Linked DNA regions of Danio rerio: region 2 is linked to region 1. The links are chromatin contacts, called in public HiChIP or PLAC-seq maps. All regions are on one chromosome and are shown on one strand. The core of a region is the stretch at or near the end of the contact, and the rest is flanking DNA. Distances in the headings are between cores, read along the strand shown. Region 1 holds the start of si:ch211-117n7.6. Region 2 holds the start of six2a (SIX homeobox 2a).

Region 1 (4,933 bases), core at 1,491-3,990:
AAGCATTTCTTGCCAAACTGTCTGAGGGAAGCTCATCTGCATGCTCCTCATCTTTATCAGTGTCTCGACCTGACTGCAGTTTCTCATGGTATCCAAACTGAGTGGACAAATTCTCAAATTTAATGGCCTTCGGCACTTAGGAGAGGTGTTCTCTTCATGGATGAATCTCGGTTTTCACTGTTGAGCGCAGACGGTAGATAGCATTTATGGCATCTTGTGAGTGAGCAGTTTGCTGACCTCAACATTGTAAATCAAGTTGCCCATGGTAGCAGTTGGGTTATGGTATGGAGCGGTGTATGTTATGGAAAACAAACACGGCTGTAAGTTATTTATGGTATTTTGATTCATACCGTGACAAGATCATGAGGCCCATTGTTGTGCGATTCATCCATGAATATCATCTTGCAGCATGATAATGCCCGATGTTGCAAGGATCTGTATCAAAGACTATAGAATACACAAGACATGTCACTTGTATACTTTTGAATGGGGAAAAGTGTAACTATCAATGTGGCGAATAAAGCCCCGCCTTCTAGTACAGGAGCCAATCAGCGACTGCTATATGGCGAATAAAGCCCGCCTTCTAGTATAGGAGCCAATCAGCGATCTCTATTGAAGGACAATTCTCTGGGGGAGCGACTCGGACTAGACGTGAGTTTCTGCAGATTTTGTGGGATAGAAACATTTAGAAATGAACCTAAAGAGACAGTTGTTGTTTAATTTTGTTGGTTTTTCCTAATATGAAATTTAATCATAAGCTTGGCAAGTAGTTTTGGAGAATTTGATGTTTCCCTATTCAGACAGAATGCCCGGGCATACTGCCCAAGTGGCGTTGCAAAGATGGCTCCCAAGTGAAATGACTTGCCTTAAAGGGACTTTGTCTGTATGCAATTTCTAGAAGCTGGAAATAACCCAGTTCTTGCATGACTTGCATATTCACTGGACATGCCACCCATTGAGCATGTTTGTCATGCTCTGGATCAGTGTAATGACAGTGTGTTCCACTTCTTGCCAAGATTCAGCAACTTTGAACAACCAATGAACAATACATGAGGCAACTGGTGGTCACACCAGATACTGACTAGTTTTCTGAGCCCTACCTAGTATATTCTTAAAACTTAGTTAAAAAATTTTGGTTCAATATTTATGAAAAAATCCACAAAGATCATCTGCCGCATAAAACCCCTACATATGCAAGCTTAATTGGCTGTTTATTCCACTGCGATGACCCCTGATAATCAGGGACCAAGCCGAAGGATAGTGAGTGAGTGGTAGTGTTTACTCACTTATATTTGGCTTCACTTTACTAATATTTTGTTTAAATAGTGAGGTTACAAAAAGATAGAGATTTAAACATTAGCTGCATATTTTAATACGATAACGGGCAATCCTGCACAAAATTCAGTGCACAAGATCAATGATCAATGCAAAAAATAAAATAAAATGCAGCACACGAAAATCTTTAGTGAAGTCAGAATATAAAGGATTCTATTATGTTAATCAAGGTGAATTGGATTTCTTGCCTATTGCCCCCATTGCCATGTAGGTAGATGAAAATTGGTGATCCATCCCCTAGAGCCTTCTCATACCACTCTGCATTCTTACCCTGCGCCTCCTTCCACCTATGTTCAGGTACTGTATGCCTACAAAACATTCATAAGACAAAAAACCTCAGAATGTGTGACTGATCCTTTTTATGATTTGTGTGTGTGTGTGTGTATAAAAATAAATGACACAAAACTAACCACACGCCCACTCTCACACCCTCCTCAGGTTTGAGATAGACATTAATAGTGTGATTGAGACCCACATCTAAAGGATGGCTGAGGTCAACAAAATCTGAAAAAAAAAAAACACACACAAAAACGAGCTTAGGAAAAATCCATAAACTGTAGAGATGACAACATCACATCAGTATTTAAAACATAAAAGTTGCATACCAGAGAGGACATGTTGAAGAGTTGGAATTGTTGCACAGAGGACGAGGAAAGAAATAAGTCCTATTTTAGCCCATGACCAGTGAGAGCTACAGAAAGGAATGTACACACATACACAATCACAATGTGAATAGTGTTGATTTTTGACACATGGTGGTTCAGTACTCTAGATGCAGTTAAATTAAAAATATCTGTTTTAGTCTGTTTTTTTTTTTTTTTGGGGGGGGGGGGGGGGGGGGGGTGTATGCCTAAAGAACAAAGTACAGAACAATACAAATACAGGTAAATGTCTTGTGGTATTACATGATTTAGAAGGTTTCAAGTAAAAAAAAAAAAAAACGTAATTTTTTTTTTATTACACCATTGCTTCATGTTGTTTGTATACTTTTCTAATTCTTATACAATAGAAGAATAAAAATGTTTTTGGTTGTTAAATTTGCATTTGTGAATATGGCACGTTGCAAATATTAATAACATAAACTTCCTTCTCTATTTTTTTTGAACGAAACTCTATAGTTAGTTATGGCTGGCATCGAAAATGTAACTTAAAAGCATAGCAAATTTATGTAATCTTTATAGCACAGGTTCTTGATTTTCACTGCATCTTTTCTGCATTTGGTGTTTGTTTTACAGGTGTCCGATCAACTTAAAAAAGTGTCTTACCTTGCATGCACATCCTTAAGTGTCAGACTAGACTTTTGCAGTCCTGTAGCAGGTTCACCACCTTCGGATTTATCGACTCTTCGCTTCATTTTGAGGAGCAAGCAAGACTCTGAACCTATTCAAAGTTACTTACAAACTGCCAATATTTGACAAGCAAACCTGCGCGATCACGTTAGTAGTAGGGTGTAAAGAGCAAAGTTCATTGGCTTGGGTGACTTATGTGCGGGCTTTTAGCTTTTTTTCAGCACCACCAAAGAGCTTAGAATGATTAGTGATTCTATCTTTGACCATACTTTCCAACCATTTTCCTATGTGCAAGATTTGCCCTGAGCAGCGTAAGTTATGCTTTTGTGTCATTTATATTATGAAAATGAATAACGTTAGAAGATTTCACCAGTTACCATTTCAAAACTGTCACAAGTAATCAACATTACTAATAAAGTTTAAATTGAATATTTAACGAAATCGTTTATTCAAAAATAATGAATATTTACCAGCTCCTAATCCAGCAGTTTGAGAAAACAAACGCATTAAACCTTTATTCTATAAATATAAATATATATATATATATATATATATATATATATATATATATATATATATATATATATATATATATATATATATATATATATATATATATATATTTATTCTATAAAAAATATATATATATATATATATATACATATATATATTCTTTATTCCCTTTATTTTTATGCCAAGTAAAAAAGACATTGTTACAGAGAATTATTTTTTATAATATAAAAACCCACTTCAACAAACCCCAAACACACTGCCTAACGAAAGTTACGATAGTAAAAAAAAGAAAGAAAAGAAATTATAAAAACAATAATAATTTAAAAAGCTGCCAAATCTTTTTAAATAGAAGAAAAATAAATAAATAAATACATATATAAATATTCTAAACATAAACTTTTATTATGCTATTTTAAAGGCAGAACTACATCACTTCCTGATGCTGACGTCGTTAAGGAAACAACCCATCATTCAGTCGTGAAATAGGTGTCTGCTAGAGTAAAATAGTATGTTTAAACTGTTCTTTAAACATTTTCTACATGTAAACATCTCTGGTTTAATCGTAGTACGTTTGGGTAACTAACAATCCATATAACTCACTCATAAGTTACGTGCTCGCGCGCTAAATTCAAAATTAACTTACCAGTCCAGATTATACAGTTTTTTGATTTTTAACGTTTAACATTCAGCACAACTTTAAGCATGACTTTGTATTGCGCTAAGAGTTTTGCGCATATCTAATTTGGGAGCTGACCGATAGATTGCTTTCAAATCTGCTAATAAATAATAAGTAAATAACATTAACTTATATGGTTGAACAAATACATACGCACGGCCACTCTTCCCCTTATTATCCCAGACATCTTTGTTTTTCATTGTCATTTAGTTTGATTTCCACACAAAGATGCTCCGAAGACCAAGAACAACAGCAAAGGTGTACACGGAGCCAACGACTGATGATGAGGATGAGGATTTTGATGACATGTGAGTCTTCATATACAATTCATCACGCTTTTATTAACAAATCAGCTTCCAAGACTAAGATCCTTTGTTATTGTGTAAGTTACAGAATAACTAGGCTATTTTTTTCAAGCTGTTAATCAGCATTGAACAGTTGTTACAGTCTATTACTTTTTAGCTACTGAAACTAACTCCAAAAATAACAAAAAGGAGGGCAGGGTACAATGAAACCAGTATAAAAACTGCCTGTAAAAATACCAAACTATAAGCTATGGGGCTGCACAATATAGTCAATGTTGAATCAGGGTCATAGTTGATCAGCCCCACATTGGGTGAACTAAATTGTCTGTAGTATATGTGTGTGAATGAGTGTGTATGGATGTTTCCCAGTGATGGGTTGCAACTGAAAGGGCATCCGCTGCGTAAAAACATGCTGGATAAGTTGGTGGTTCATTCCACTGTGGCGACCCCAGATTAATAATGGGACTAAGCTGATAAGAAAATGAATGAATGTTTATACTATAAAAACTATTCAGTGTTATTTTTGTCATTGTTCAATGTCTGTACTTGAACACTATTTGACTTAGGAGAAATCCTTTCAATACCTAATATTTCACTTTTATCTTTGCTATTTACCTTTAGTTGTAATTTGTTTGCTATATTTTATACATAAATCACTCCCCCACAGAGTCATACAAATCAATCTAAAATTAATAAGTTATTTTCAAATGGAGCTATTCAAGCCAGCATGGGCCGGTTTATGATTCTGATGGTATGAAAACCTTGGATAAAAACATCACAATTTCAGTGTATTGTAAATAACTGCTCTGAAATAT
Region 2 (4,933 bases), core at 782-3,281, 340 kb after region 1:
ATTTACTCTCAGCAACAAGCCGATATTGGTATATTGTGAATCAAAAAGAGCACTGAACAGCAAGTAAAGATATTCAAGCAACAGGTTTAATGTTTTCTCACAGCAAAGTGCAATTGATGCGACATCTAAATAACTATTTGAACCCTTTCCTTGATAAGTGCAAACAGCTCTACTTTTATTTATGTAATGTTCATTATTTATTTTGGATCAAAAACAGACATTTACACTGCGTAAATTCAAGATTTACACAAAAATATTTGGATATTTGTTGGATTTTACGATTATTTTGCTGCTATTTTATTTTATTGACTATTTTGTGTATAGTTATAATAATCTTGTTAAATTATTGAATTTGTGATGTCTTAATCATATCGCAAGATTGTATTGTCAAAATGTCTTAAAACATTAATTATTGATTAATTTATTAATTATTTTAGCATTTGTTCGTCAAAACTTATGGAAGTATTTAAAAAGTATATCTTTGGGCGACTATAATACGCGAAACAATTAATGAGATGGATGGGATGGGTTATTATCCTAACGATACATGCTTTGACGTGTTTTTGGATAGTTTGCTGTACAAGCTCTGAAGTTTCTTCACAAACAAGCCACATCACAGGCCTTCGCGGCACCACAGCAGTATACGGACATCTACAAAGCGCAACGACACACCAGACCTTATACTAAGCAATTTTCTCTCTCCCTTACATCGAGGCTGACATGCCTCAACAGCGTCAGCAGTTTTATTTCGTGTAAGATGTGATTTTGCTGAACTTTCTTGTGGCCTCAAGTATCATTCAGTTGTAAAAGGAGTCTACCTGGTGAAAATAACTTTGTTTCTAAGCCACTGTACACGTTGAGTTAAAGTTCATTCTAGAGACTGTGACTGATGATCTGCCAATAATGACGTGCTTAATGGCAGGTCATCATTCAAATATGCGCCTTTCTGAACTGTCGCTTACAAACACCTACAGTTTTACTTAATTGACTTGCAAGACAACAAATCAACCGAAGTAGCACATGTATGCGCAAACATAGATTTAGTGTCTAAACAGCATTTTCAATAATTTTCAATGAGTTGTCTTACCTGCTCAAACGTCCCTCGCAGTGTTTTCAGTGCCTTTGTGGTGTAATACTCAATCGCTGTTCAATCTAGCGTGTATCCTTGAAAACCGCTATATACTACCTAAAAACGCCCTCCAACCCCGTTCTACTCCAGTCCATAATGTCTGGCTTCCACGCGCGTGCACTTTGAGAAACATACCCCCTTGTTTGTCTTCAACAACTGTTAAATAATGCATAACACGGGACAACTGGTCCGATTAAACAGCCACTGAATTGAAAACAAATGTAAACAGGACAAAAAAGACTGAAAGTTTTTGCTTATAAAAATGTTTGTGTAAATCGTGACTTTCTTTAAATGAATTTCATTATGGTAATTCATAAGTGCTGCTTATTAATTAGTGAGACATAGTTTATGGATTCTGGGGGTTTTCCGAACTTTGAAACATAGTTTTGGTGTGATCGACAAGTTACAGAGAGAAAAGGTGTGCATATCCAGGGTGGATTGTCTGCTTATGGTCACTCAAACATTTGGTTTGGAGAGCGCCTGGTGCGCAGTCTTGCTCCGGTGCTCTCAGCTCAACTTCTGCTACCTCACAACCTCACAGATCAGCGCTCTTTGGTTGCTAGAAGTGTCTGTCAAACCCCGGGTAAAAAAATGTAATATACATGGAAAGTCGAGGCTATATTTCGATGTCGGTGGGCGGGCTCTAAATGAAGGGAATAATCAGTCAGCCAGCCCAAGGAGCCACCTCAAAGCATATCAGGTTACCTTGAATGACAGCGTAACCATGGCAAATAATTTGACTAAAACTATTGTCTTATCCTCATCATCCCCGGGTCAGATAACCAACCAATCACCGTTCACATAATCGCTTTTCTTGCCAGCTTAGAATAATATTATTAAAACAAGAGAGCGAGGTCCTTCTTCGGGAGTGCGTTATGCTGAAACGACATAGAAGAGGTGGCGAGAGACTCGCGCAGGAGGAACAACTTTCTCTCGTCTGCTATAGATGGATATACGGTGTGCATTATGCTTGTTTGAACGGATCTAAAGTTTTGTGCCTCTCTTCACCCGGTGGGATTTGATTCCATCTACTCAAGAAGTCTTTCTAAATGTTTGCCTCCCAAGGGTTACTTTAAATCTCTTTAAGGACAGTCCAAGTCATCGCTTAGATAGACATACAAGTACAAAGAGGGACGTTTATTTTTGAGACAAACCATGTCTATGCTTCCAACATTCGGCTTTACGCAAGAGCAAGTGGCGTGCGTCTGCGAGGTTCTTCAGCAGGGTGGAAACATTGAACGTCTCGGCCGCTTTTTGTGGTCTCTACCGGCTTGCGAACATCTCCACAAGAACGAGAGTGTGCTCAAAGCGAAGGCTGTGGTCGCATTTCATAGGGGGAATTTCAGAGAGCTTTATAAGATTCTCGAAAGCCACCAGTTCTCCCCGCACAACCATCCGAAGTTGCAGCAGCTGTGGCTCAAAGCGCATTATATCGAGGCTGAGAAGCTCCGGGGCCGCCCTCTTGGGGCTGTTGGGAAGTACCGCGTCCGAAGAAAGTTTCCGCTACCCCGCTCCATTTGGGACGGCGAGGAGACAAGTTACTGCTTTAAAGAAAAGAGCAGGAGCGTGCTGCGGGAATGGTATACCCATAACCCCTACCCTTCCCCGCGGGAGAAAAGGGAACTAGCTGAGGCAACTGGGCTAACAACGACACAAGTCAGTAACTGGTTTAAAAACAGACGACAACGCGACCGAGCAGCGGAGGCGAAGGAGAGGTACGGAATTTTAGTTTGTTGCTTTATTAGTGTTTAATATTATTAAGTGTCTAAAAGTAATTGGAACGCATTATATGCATATATTCGTGCCGTGCAATGTGACATCAAGTCAGTGGTGAGTGTGTAAAAAGTCCTAAAGTTCCCACAGATGGATGAGCACAGTCGGTACAAATGTCATCCGTTCTCTGTAATTGTTGATCGTTATTTTTGTAATAAATAGTTCTCCATGTCATTTGTAATATGCAATAAAAAGTAGGCTGCTGTTTGAGAAAAGCAGGCCCATGCTTACGGGAAAAGTCTTAAAGCCCGTGGTGTGTATTTTGGTGTAATCCAGTTTGAGGGAAAAATAATCCGCTTTTAATTAATGGTAATGTTCTTCGAATTGTAAAAAAGTATCTGAACATATTCTTGTTATGAATGTGTGCAGTTGCAAAGGCTACTCCTTAAACGTGTCTTGTTTCACCCGCAGGCGAGCTAGTCAAGTTGAAACCACAATGTAAACCATTAAACTAGCTCATACGTTTCCCGATACTTTATCCTTAATTAATACTTTATGAATGAACCTTTAATTGACACCTTGTGATTTAGAATTTAGATAAATCAGTTTGTGACGATGTTTTAACCGACATGATTTATTCCAAACCATATAAATAATTATGGCGTAGACGCAAGAAAAGTAAACTTTATCAGTTAATTTGTTTGTCTTTTATGTAAATTTAATACCGCCAAGAATTAGGATGTGTAATAAGACTAATGTCTGATGCAGAGAAAAAAAGGTGCACACTGTTATTATTGTTACATATATTTTTATGGAAATATTCTAAAGTTTAGTCTACGCGAAGTCGTTAGTGATGGTTTATTCCTATTGGCTTTTATTTATACTGTTTTAACATTTTAATAAAAAAATATTTCTCACCTAAATAACCCACTTTCATTAAGATAAAGGCTATTAATAGTTGTTTTAGATTTGTTTGAGAAAGCATGTTGCATAATTATAACTATTTGTGCAAATTAGCTATTAAGTATTATTATGTTGTTATTGTTGTTGTTGTTATTATTATTATTATTATTATTATTATTATTATTATTATTATTATTATTATTAGAAGAAGAAGAAGAAACAAGTGTCAAAACTAATTATATAATTCTATATTGCATCTTAGAGGTAACGTTTTACACCAAATGAAGTAAGTTTAAATCTGACATTTTTAAAAAGTTGTCGGATTTTCTCAAACCCTAACTTTACCTTTTCATTTTTACAGGGAGAATAATGAGAACTCGAACACAAACAGTCACAACCCATTAACGTCCTCCATGAATGGAAATAAGACTATTTTAGGAAGCTCGGACGACGACAAAACACCGTCTGGTACTCCTGATCACACCTCGTCGAGCCCGGCTTTGCTCCTCACGTCGAACTCCGGGCTTCAGTCCCTGCACGGCCTCGCACCTCCACCTGGTCCCAGCGCCATCCCAGTGCCTAGTGTTGATTCCGTGCATCACCACCATTCATTACACGACACTATACTGAACCCTATGTCATCAAACTTGGTCGACCTTGGCTCTTAAACGTGGACCCTTTCAAAAGGACGCTTGTACGTGAACGTTTAGCATAAATCATCGCGAGATGCGTATAAACACAAACAAATGAGACAAGGAATGGACAAAGAAAGTTGGGGATGTTTGTCGGCTGACCTACTTGCAAAGCTGATATGGAGGGCCTTGATAGAGGTATTTTTCTGGAATGTAATGTCCTCGAGGTGTTTAAAAAAACTAATAAACGTCTTAATTGTTGATATAAACATTATTTGATATCGTTATTATTTTAGATTGCAATTGACCCAGGACTCCTCAGTCGCATACTCCTATTATTTACATTTATCCTTTTAAAAAGGCAGCATCGTTTATTTTTATTGGGATTTCATTTTAATACCAAAACAGCATTTTTAACGACTATGGGCATCTCTTCATTTTTATTTGTATTTTACTTTTGGAAAGCGACTGCATGTAACCTTTGGGATCAATAAACAGTAAATGCATTTACTGAGCAAAACAAAAAGGTTTGAATGTTTTTTTGTTGTTGTTGTGC

What was found. HiChIP or PLAC-seq counts read pairs in DNA pulled down with a chosen protein or histone mark.
Region 2: a contact with region 1 is called in an H3K4me3 HiChIP or PLAC-seq map of embryo, with 4 times the contacts expected there. The contact joins the promoter of six2a here to the promoter of si:ch211-117n7.6 in region 1. A contact is called at or near these places in 3 of 18 Hi-C or Micro-C datasets (caudal fin, fibroblasts and an unstated tissue) and 2 of 4 datasets of contacts at active chromatin or transcription factors (caudal fin and embryo).

What each region holds. Positions count from the first base shown.
Region 1 is chr13:10,319,824-10,324,756 of GRCz12tu, forward strand. si:ch211-117n7.6 reads right to left here and starts at 2,741. Exons shown (of 13, transcript XM_021472679.3): 1 at 2,601-2,741; 2 at 1,941-2,026; 3 at 1,746-1,839; 4 at 1,524-1,643. The coding sequence starts at 2,689. srbd1 (S1 RNA binding domain 1) reads left to right here. Exons shown (of 22, transcript XM_073920698.1): 3 at 4,024-4,121. The coding sequence starts at 4,042.
Region 2 is chr13:10,661,585-10,666,517 of GRCz12tu, forward strand. six2a (SIX homeobox 2a) reads left to right here and starts at 2,032. Exons shown (of 2, transcript NM_131783.2): 1 at 2,032-2,844; 2 at 4,107-4,903. The coding sequence starts at 2,285. The coding sequence ends at 4,413. It overlaps LOC103911981 (a long non-coding RNA gene), which reads right to left and starts at 1,231. Exons shown (of 3, transcript XR_663166.5): 1 at 1,088-1,231.